Linked DNA regions of Ovis aries: region 1 is linked to region 2. A link is a contact called in public Hi-C data. All regions are on one chromosome and are shown on one strand. The core of a region is the stretch at or near the end of the contact, and the rest is flanking DNA. Distances in the headings are between cores, read along the strand shown.

Region 1 (5,545 bases), core at 621-3,120, 64 kb before region 2:
AGTAAACACCACTAGCTTAATAACTCTTCATTGAACACCCAGTATCTTCCAGGTGCTGTTCTGGTTGTATACAAACACCTGTAAGACCAGGAACAAGAAGAGACAGAAATGCCTGCCTGAAAGGTATTTATATCCTACAGGGAAGACTGATGATAAAGAAAAACATAAGCAATGTAACAGTGAGACCGTGACTATGTCCATCACAAGCAGTAAGGTGCACCATCTTAAGTGGACAACTCAGTGGGTTTTTAGATATGTATATTTTTATGGAATCACCACCTGGGTCAAGATAGAGAACATTTCCAGCCCTGCACAATCTCTTCAACAAAGACAAGCTCACCATTCAGCTGACCTCTGTTACTCTGGACTTATTTTGCCTATTAATGATCATGTAAATAGAAGGATGTAGCAGGTGCATTTGGTGTCTACATCCTTTTGTCCACATTGTGTCTCTGAGAGTCATTCATGTTATTGTGTGTAGCAGTAGCCCTTCATAATATTTTCATCATAAGTCTATATATTGTATAATAATCCATCATATGAATAGTGAATTTGTATAATGGACTTATATAACATATCCCAGCTTATCTGTCCATTCTTGCATTGCCAGACATTGGAAAGTTGCCAGTTCTTGGCTTTTTCATATAAAGCCGCTTTGAACACTATGGTACATGTCTGTTTAAGACATAAGCACACATCCTCATTAGTATATAACAAGGCATGGCATTCCAGGGGCATAGGGTAGATGTTATGTTTAGTTCCAGGAAGTGCTGTTGGTATTCCAAAGTGGTTGTTCCACCAGCAGTGAGTGATGGTTCCAGTTACCGCACATATTTGTGAATAATTGTTGGTCCTTTTAATTTTAGCCTGTGTGGGTATATAATTGGATTAACTGTGTTCATAACTTCCCCAAATCCAATATTGTTGGGCACCTTTTCATATGCTGACTGGCCTTTGGGATATTCTCTTTTGTAATGCCCAGTCAAGACGTGGGCCTTGGAGTTCCCTGGTGGCCTAGTGTTTAGGATTCTGAGCTTTCAATGCCAGGGCCTGGGTTCAACCTGTGGTTGGGAAACTGAGATCCTACAAGCCACATATTGTGGCCAAAAAGCCACTTAGGCCTCTTCTTTTCATTGGTTATATTTTTAGCTAAATATTTTTGGATAAAAGTCCTTTGTGATTTGTAACATTTTCTCCCAACTGAGTCTTGACTGAATACTAGACCCCAATGTAAACAACTATTTATGGTAGCATGGTCTGTGAACTCCTGAGGTCCTAGAACTCTCTCTTAAGCAGACCACTGGACAGGGTGATTTGAAATTACTTCCAGAGGATGCAAAGCAGTGATGAATGGTGCCTGATAAAAAGGAGACCAGGAAACTTAGTATACTCATAGAAGGATGTGAAGTAAAAACACAACAGCCCCAAGATCTCTATATAGACTCTGGACTTGGATACCTCACATTGGCAAGAACTGAAAAGCAAGTGCCTTAAGTTAAAAAATATATATATATCCATCAGATATTCAAGAGAGACTGGCATCACCCTTCCCACGAACAAGGCTTAATTCTAGCTGTGTCTAATTGCATCAGAGGCCTGAAGGTCCTTATACCAGAATCGTATAACCAACAAAAACATTACTTTAGTGTACACTAGCAACACATCTTCAGATATGCGAGGACTGAAGAAATTTACCTCGTGGGTAGCTAAGAAAATGAGGAAGTAACCCAGAAAGAAGGTCCTGAATAACAGCTGCGCAGCAGCCAACAGAGGGCGCCTGAGCTCTTAATAAGGAGGGGGAATGGATGAGAGATGGAGGCTCAGGAAGAGGCCTCCCTTCTATAATAAAAGGAGCCCTCCGAGGACTCCTGCTCTGAGGGCCTCAGAAATGGGAACAGGAAGTCTCAGAACATCCTACTACCAGACAGGATCCTCATGCACCCAGACACTGCCAGCATCACCACTTCATTACTAGGAAGCAGCAGGGCCAGTTAGACAGTTCAGATGGTCAGGAGGAAAAAAGGTAAGACATAGCAGGTGTGGTTAAGGCTTTATTGGTGATCGGCAGGGCTGGGCAGGGCCCACGCTGGGAGAACAAGGCCTGCACACTAGGCCTGTCCTGGTCTTCAGGGCAGTGCTGGGGGCTCAGGCTTGAGCTCTCTAAGCCAAGGGTCTGGTCAGGCTACTCATAGCAGGGGAAAAAAAAAAAAAAACCAGCAACATGGAAAGGAAGGATGATCTGGTTGGCTTTAGAGCAGAAAGCATAACGTCAGGGGGTGACTTCACTGAAGAAGAGAGGGGTGCTGTAGAGCTTAAAGATCTGGGATGAATGGGGTTGGGAAAGAGTTGGGGCCAAATAAGGCCTAAGTGTGACCAATGGAAAGAAAGAAGGAGGAAGCAAAACATCTGGTTCTGGGGAGAAAGAAGCTTCAGCGGCTCTCCACACACAGCACTGGCTCCTCGCTCCATCTCCTGCCGTCCAGAGCACTACTTGTTGCCCCACACAGCCATCTTTGAATACACAGGGCGTGGGAGGAAGCGGCTGGACTTCATGTAGGCAGAGATCTTCTTCAGGCCCTGAGGGTGGGAGAAAGAAGGTCAGGTCTGCTGCCCCTCTGGGGCTCACGCAGTTCCACTCCAGGATTTGAGTTGGAACCCTGGTCCAACCCTTCCTTGTGGAAGTGAAGCAATCAGCAAAAAACAATCTTCCTAGGGTCCCCAGTTCTGATAAGTTACCTCTTCAGTTTCCTGTAACTAACATGGTGTCTTACTAAGACCTGCCACACATGGAGAACAGGCCGTGTTAGCTGCTGTATATACCCAGAGATGAGAATACACAGCCATCCCTCATTCCAGTCCACGTCAAACTACTGTGATTTGCGCGTTTTGCGTATTTCACAGCCTGAAGCCTCGTGTCAACCATCACTGAGCAAGTCAACTGATGCCATTTTTCCAACCACACTTGCTCACTTTCTGTCTCTGTGTCATCTTTGGTGATTTTCCCAATATTTCTACTTTTTCATTATGATTATCTTTGTTATGTCGATCTATGATCAGTGATCTTTGATGTTACTGTGGCAAAAAAATCAAACTCCTTTAAGACTCAGATGAAGGTCTCAGCATTTTTTGGCAAGAAAGTTTCAGGTCTGTTTGTTTGTTTGTTTGGCCGAGATGTGCAGCATGTGGGATCTTAGATTCCAGAGCACGAATCAAACCCAGGCCCCTGGCAGTGAAAGCATGGAGTCCTAACCACTGGACTGCCAGAGAAGTAATGCCCAGCAATAAAGGATATTTAAATTAAGATAAACATATATATATATATATTTAGGTATAATGCTATTGCACATTTTACAGGCTACAGTATACTACAAACAACTTTCACATGCCCTGAGAAACCAAAAAAGCTATGTGACTTGCTTCACTGTATTGTGGGCATCTAGAGCCAAACCCTCAATACATCAGGGAGGATTGTATCTTGAAGTCTTTATAGTGGGCAGTTTCCTTCCCTCTCTTTACTTCTTCCAGTTACTCATGATTCTGTCTCAGAGACAGGATCATACATTCATTTTAAGTTACATTCACTGATCTGACTCTCCCCCCTGTATGAGTCACTGTATCAGGCCCAGAGGGGATGCAGAAGTCACCCAGTCCTGGTGCCCAGCCTCTGGGGCTCAGTGCAGCTGGAGAACCACAGGAATTCTGAGGTATATGTGATGACTGGTCCACTGGAGAAGGGAATGGCAAACCACTTCAGCATTCTTGCCTTCAGAACCCCATGAACAGTATGAAAAGGCAAAATAATTGGATACTGAAAGAGGAACTTCCCAGGTCAGTAGGTGCCCAATATGCTACTGGAGATCAGTGGAGAAATAACTCCAGAAAGAATGAAGGGATGGAGCCAAAGCAAAAACAATACCCAGCTGTGGATGTGACTGGTGATAGAAGCAAGGTCCAATGCTGTAAAGAGAAATATTGCATAGGAACCTGGAATGTCAGATCCATGAATCAAGGCAAATTGGAAGTAGTCAAACAAGAGATGGCAAGAGTGAACGTCGACATTCTAGGAATCAGCAAACTAAAATGGACTGGAATGGGTGAGTTTAACTCAGATGACCATTATATCTACTGCTGTGGGCAGGAATCCCTCAGAAGAAATGGAGTAGCCATCATGGTCAACAAAAGAGTCCAAAATGCAGTACTTGGATGGAATCTCAAAATGACAGAATGATCTCTGTTTGTTTCCAAGGCAAACCATTCAATATCACGGTAATCCAAGTCTATGCCCCAACCAGTAACGCTGAAGAAGCTGAAGTTGAACGGTTCTATGAAGATCTACAAGACCTTGTAGAACTAACACCCCAAAAAGATGTCCTCTTCATTATAGGGGACTGCAATGCAAAAGTAGGAAGTCAGGAAACACCTGGAGTAACAGGCAAATTTGGCCTTGGAATGAGGAATGAAGCAGGGCAAAGATAATAGAGTTTTGCCAAGAAAATGCACTGGTCATAGCAAATACCCTCTTCCAACAACGCAAGAGAAGACTCTACACATGGACATCACCAGATGGTCAACACCGAAATCAGACTGATTATATTCTACACAGCCAAAGATGGAGAAGCTCTATACAGTCAACAAAAACAAGACCAGGAGCTGACTGTGGCTCAGATCATGAACTCCTTATTGCCAAATTCAGACTTAAATTGAAGAAAGTAGGGAAAACCACTAGACCATTCAGGTATGACCTAAATCAAATCCCTTATGATTATACAGTGGAAGTGAGAAATAGATTTAAGGGCCTAGATCTGATAGATAGAGTGCTTGATGAACTATAGAATGAGGTTCGTGACATTGTACAGGAGACAGGGATCAAGACCATCCCCATGGAAAAGAAATGCAAAAAAGCAAAATGGCTGTCTGGGGAGGCCTTACAAATAGCTGTGAAAAGAAGAGAAGCAAAAAGCAAAGGAGAAAAGGAAAGATATAAGCATCTGCATGCAGAGTTCCAAAGAATAGCAAGAAGAGATAAGAAAGCCTTCTTCAGTGATCAATGCAAAGAAATAGAGGAAAAGAACAGAATGGGAAAAACTAGAGATCTCTTCAAGAAAATTAGAGATACCAAGAGAACATTTCATGCAAAGATGGGCTCGATAAAGGACAGAAATGGTATGGACCTAACAGAAGCAGAAGATATTCAGAAGAGGTAGCAAGAATACACAGAAGAACTGTACAAAAAAGATCTTCACGACCCGGATAATCATGATGGTGTAATCACTCATCTAGAGCCAGACATCCTGGAATGTGAAGTCAAGTGGGCCTTAGAAAGCATCACTACGAACAAAGCTAGTGGAGGTGATGGAATTCCAGTTGAGCTGTTTCAAATCCTGAAAGATGATGCTGTGAAAGTGCTGCACTCAATATGTCAGCAAATTTGGAAAACTCAGCAGTGGCCACAGGACTGGAAAAGGTCAGTTTTCATTCCAATCCCAAAGAAAGGCAATGCCAGAGAATGCTCAAACTACCACACAATTGCACTCATCTCACATGC
Region 2 (5,190 bases), core at 1,528-4,027:
TGGGTACCTGGAGTCCCTCAGCACAGGTGTCCGGTTTCTTCCGCAGCACTGCCCGTGCGATGTTCCTGTGTGTCTGTGTGTGGCTGTGGTCTGCTCGTTTCCCCCACTGTCTGGCATCCCTTTGTGTAGCTCAGCCGCCTCCATTTCTTTATTCTGCAGTTGACCGGCAGTGAGGGGACTGCTTGCTGAGCTACCTGGATGGTGCTGCTATGACAGCCTACCAAGGAGTGGGGTTCCCGGTCACAGGGCGTGCCTGTCCTGCTTTGCCAGATACCACCAGACAGCTTCCTGTATCCACACCCACTGACACTCCCGCCAATAAAACGGGACAGTTCCAGCAGCTCCACACCCTCATCAACCCTTGGTGCGCCACCAGGCTTTTTCCTTTGGGGCCAGTTTGGCAGGTGTGCAGTGGTAGCAATCTGAGGTCCTAGTTCAGACTCCCTGATGGCAAATGAAGATGAGCACCGCATGTGTTTATTGGTCATTAGACGTTCTCTTCTGTGAAATGCCTACGACCTCTGTTTATTTTCTATTGTTACCTTTCCATCACTACTTTTTGGGAGTTCTTTATTCTAGATGCAAGCCCTTTATTTTATGTTCTCATCCTGTGGCTTTTGATAAATAGAATTTCTTAATATAAATTTCATTTATCATTTTGTCCTTCATGATTAGCACTTTTAGTCTCCTGTTTGAGACATCTTTGCACTCCAGAGTCATCAAGATATTCCTCTATATTTTCGTATAAAAGCAGATCTTCAAGACATGCAGAACTGACTTCTATACATAGCGTGAGGGTGGCGTTGGCCTTGTTTCTTTATGCATATCCGCTTATTGAAAAAGCCATCCTTTCCTGACCCCCAGTTTTCAAGTAATAACAGTGGTTTTTCTTTGACTCACAGGAGCAAGTAGAAGGCATTTTGTTTTCTCCAGGTTTTGGATAAGGGTTGCACTTAGAACTGTATCTGTCATAGCCATACAAATGGTAAGTAGTTCCTAGGAGAAAAAAAAAATTCTCCCCAGGAGGCAGGAGGCAGTAAGGAAATCAAAGACTTAGGGGCCAGAAGAAGTATATAGGTGGGACATTCACAGGGAGTCCAGGGGATGGAGCTTTGGCTTGGTAGGTATATGACAGAAAATGAGGACAAAGAGTTGACTCTAACTTTGGGTTTCAGAGACAGGGCAACCCCCAGTTGCCATCCCAGTGGGTAGAGTTTGTTGCTCAGCTCCAGGGCTGCAACCACATCTTACGCTGAAAATTCATCCTGGGGCCCGCCATGGGCACCCTTCTCTTACAGTCTAAGGGACCTGCCCCCACCTTAGCCACAATGGGCTCCTCGGCCACCTCATCCACAGAAGCCAAAGGAAGAAGATAGTGGGACCCAACAGATAGAGCCAGATATCCTGGGTTGGCATCCTAGGTCCACCACTTCCTAGCTGTGTGACCTTGGGAAAGTTACTTAACTACTCTGTGCTTTTTCCCTCTGTAAATGGCAATAACAATAATGCCTTAAGAAAAAAACAATAATGCCTACTTCACAGGGCCAATTTGAAGATAAATGAAATCATACATGTAAAATCCCTGAAACAGTGACATGTGGAAAGTGTTCAGTAAGTGTTAGCCATTGTTATCATTATCCTGGACCACTGAATTCAGGACCCCAAACTCCCTGCCAGAGCTATATGCTGAGCACCCATGGGAAGCACCCATTGAGAATAAATCTCCCATTCCAGCTGACTCAGTCCCTGTCTCCAAGAGCCAAGGAGACCCCTCCAGGCTCCACCCCAGGGAGGCACTGCCCATGTGGCCTTCAGGACACTGACCCCACACCAGAGGATGAAGGGGAGATGCCCCCCAGCCAGCCCTAGGATGCCTTCCTCCCTCTCCCTCCTCTATACAGGTTTTCCCCATCCTTGCAGGGCCCAGTCAAAGCCCACCTCCTCCTTGGAGCCCAGAGCTTCCTCCTTGCTGACCACCACAGCCCACACCCGCCTCTGCCAGCACTCTTAGCAAGAGCCTTGTCTCTTTGACTAGGACCAGGGTACAGCCGGAGCGCGTCAGGAACATAGGCCTTCCTCAAGCTCTGAAGGCTACAGGAAAATCCACTCAGAGGAGGTGAAATGAACTCCTGCAGTGCTCAGCTGATCAGTCATGTCTGCCTCTTTGTGACCCTATGGACTGTAGGCCACCGGGTTCCTTTGTCCCAAGGATTTCCCAAGCAAGAATACTGGAGTGGGTAGCCATTTCCTCCTTTAGGGGATCTTTCTGACCCAAGGATCAAACCCACTTTTCCTACGTCTTCTGCATTGCAGGCGAGCCTCTGGGGAAGCCTGAACTCCTGTAGAAATCATCTTAAATCTAAGAGGTGCTCCAGATGAGGAGCCTGGGCAGCCGGGAAAGCCAGTCAGGACCTGCTGACTGTTGGCAGGACAGGCGGCCTGAATACATGCGGCCCGTAGACCTGAAAGAAGACTGTGGTGATGAGGGAAGAGGGGCGGGAGGGGGTCTGCAGCAGCAGAGCCAAAGGATTCAGATCCTCGAACGGGAGACCAGAGTGTCCACACCAGCTCACCCCGGGCAGCTCTTCTGGGAGAGTCCTGCCTTAGCCTAAGCCACATCTCAGTGGGAAGATTCATATGTGAGCCAGCCTGCCTACTGGGCTAGTGGGGTGGGGCCCCATAGGTGCCAGCTGCATGAGACAGTGGTATGGGTGCCTGGAGAGGGTGCCCCAGCCCAGCCTCAGAGGCAGGAGCTGAAGCCCTTACACGTCTCACAAGGATCTCACTACTGCCACCATGTGGATCTGTTTGAAACCACATAGGGCTACCAGTTAGTGGGGCAAGTGGAAGCTGAAATTCGGTCTACACTCGGCTCACCAAGGAACTTGCCCTGGTACGGTTGCCTGGGCCGATGAGGACGAGGGGAGCCGGTGGGGGGGAGGGGGGCAAAAACTCTTCTCTACCCCAAAACGCTATCAGGGCTACGACTGCCCAAAGGGCACACATTTTCCTATCTCCCACAAGGTGACACGTGGGTGAACATCAGCCCTGGGTTTGTGCGTGACCCAGTGTTCAAACAGCCCAGCAAGGCCCCTGCTGCACAGCAATGACATGTGGCAGAGGAGAAGGAAGAGAGCCACCTGATTCTTCACGTCAGGGGCTCCAGCACCCAAGGCAGACTGCCCTAGGGGCACCGTGACATGAGTCTGTGTACCCCCACCGCAGCGCCGAGGCCCCTGGGCAGCGCTGTGGAAACTGAGCTTTGTTCAGCTATAAGTCAGAGGGATGGGTCAGAGGGGACTGCAGCTTCATTTAACTTATAAGCTCAAGTAGGATGCTGCCAGGAACTCCCAGATCTGGCTGGGTGACACTTTCCAAGGGCAGATGCAAGAGCCAGTGGCATCAGTGACAATGTGGCTGTACACACACCCTCAGGTTGCAGGTGCCCAGGGGCCAGTGTCAGTCTACCACCTCCATCCAACAGGGTATCCACTGACAAGAGTTCCTGGGTGATCAGGAACCAAAAGCCAGCCTACTGTCTGCTCACCAAGCTGTGTTCCCCAGCATGAGCCCTGTCTCTTCAAAGGAGGAGCATCTTTTTCTAGTTACACAAAGGCACACCATGGGCTAGCATGGCTCTGCCCGGGGGCATATGGCTGCAGAGGAGAAGGGGGCCCAGGGCCAACGGAGGCTGTTCAAAACCCTGGTTCCATCTATTCACCAAGCCATTGCAGGTGGACTTTCGAGAAAACCCTCTGCTGGTATTTGGATTCCCTGTTATAAGTTGGTGAGCAGTTTGCCTGGTCTGCTGCAGGCCTCCTGTGAGCTGGGTCAAAGCGAGTCAGTTTCCGTGCTGCAGTCATTTCCAGACATTGTGACAGATCGAGGATCTGGCCTGCAGGGTCACTTCCTCCAGCAGCCTTTTGACTACCACACTACCATCTCCATCTTGACCTCTGCCAAGATGTTCACCCACCAAGGCCCTCAGCACGTACTCCCGCCCTTCTGCTCCCCTCCCCCATCTCTGCCCCAGTACATGCCTCTCGCCCAGCAAATGTCTTTGCTGACTCTGGGAAGTGAGCAAAAACCATCAGCAGGAATCGGACTCCATGGTCTGCTGGGGAGAAGGAGGGGGGCGGTAGAAAAATAGAGACAGGAAGCATTAAGGTTTCATAAATTTCACATGAACACTCTGGCTTTTCTGTGTGCTGATCACCCAGCTAAGAGCTTTATTTAATGTCCACGATAACCAGTGCAGGAGACCTTGGTATCTTACCTGTATCTCTCTTACAGGTAAGAGAACTGAAGCTCAACGTTCATACAATTTTCCTAAGATCACACCAATAAAGTGAAAGAGCCATCTACCATGAAACAGTGATTTTAACCAGGGGTCACCAAGTTAACGACCTCCCTGACAGCATATAGACTGAGCCGGCTGAAAGGCTCAGGGAGGGGTGGGGTGCTTTCAGTCCTTTCCAGATGGAACATTGAAACAAACATTGAAATTGCACACACATCCCTCATTAAATAGAACCCTCTTTGCTTGAAATGTGAAAGGATGTTCATGAATTTCCTTTTGAAATGACTTGCCTCTGAGTAACTCATTCAATTTACTATTGGCTATGATTTCTCTTCAATCATCCTGCACAGTCTGGAACTCTTGCCAAAAATCCAACTTACAAATTGTTTTCAAATATAATGACATGTGTATGGATACCAAACTTAAATATTAAAGTTGATGTTAGTTTCTGAAGGCACGTTGTTAAACATTCAGCAATTTTGACATTGTCTTTTTCATAGTTTGCCGCTCCCAAAGATTTTCTTTCAAATCTCCAACATTCCTGGGCCTTTGGAAGTCCACCCTGGCCCCTAAATAGGAGGGTGCATGCTAAGTCACTTCAGTCGTGTCCGACTCTTTGCGACCCTAAGGACTGTAGCCTGCCAGGCTCCTCTGTCCACAGGTTTCTCCAGGCAAGAATACTGGAGTGGAGTGGAGTGGGTTGCTGTGCCCCTCCTCCAGGGGATCTTCCCGATCCAGAGATGAAACCCATGTTTCGTCTCCTGCATTGGCAGGCAGGTTCTTTACCACTAGCGCCACCCGGGAAGCCCTCAGTTCAGTTCAGTTCAGTTCAGTCGCTCAGTCGTGTCCGACTCTTTGCGACCCCATGAACTGCAGCACGCCAGGCCTCC

The links. Hi-C and Micro-C count contacts between places; a contact is called where the count stands out from the background.
Region 1: a Hi-C map of tail adipose tissue shows a contact between it and region 2, with 5 times the contacts expected there. The contact joins two enhancer-like sites. A contact is called at or near these places in 8 of 16 Hi-C or Micro-C datasets (blood, hypothalamus, liver and 4 more).

Annotation. Positions count from the first base shown.
Region 1 is chr1:86,933,341-86,938,885 of ARS-UI_Ramb_v3.0, reverse strand. It overlaps LOC101107401 (glutathione S-transferase Mu 1), which reads right to left. Exons shown (of 7, transcript XM_042251990.2): 7 at 2,039-2,577. The coding sequence ends at 2,488. Among named protein-coding and RNA genes, the nearest start is that of AMPD2, 82 kb to the right of the region's middle. Within about 2 kb of position 1,870, at least 11 of the 54 cell types and tissues checked have an H3K27ac peak or open chromatin away from gene starts, as enhancers often do.
Region 2 is chr1:86,870,273-86,875,462 of ARS-UI_Ramb_v3.0, reverse strand. No RefSeq gene overlaps it. Among named protein-coding and RNA genes, the nearest start is that of AMPD2, 19 kb to the right of the region's middle. Within about 2 kb of position 2,777, at least 5 of the 54 cell types and tissues checked have an H3K27ac peak or open chromatin away from gene starts, as enhancers often do.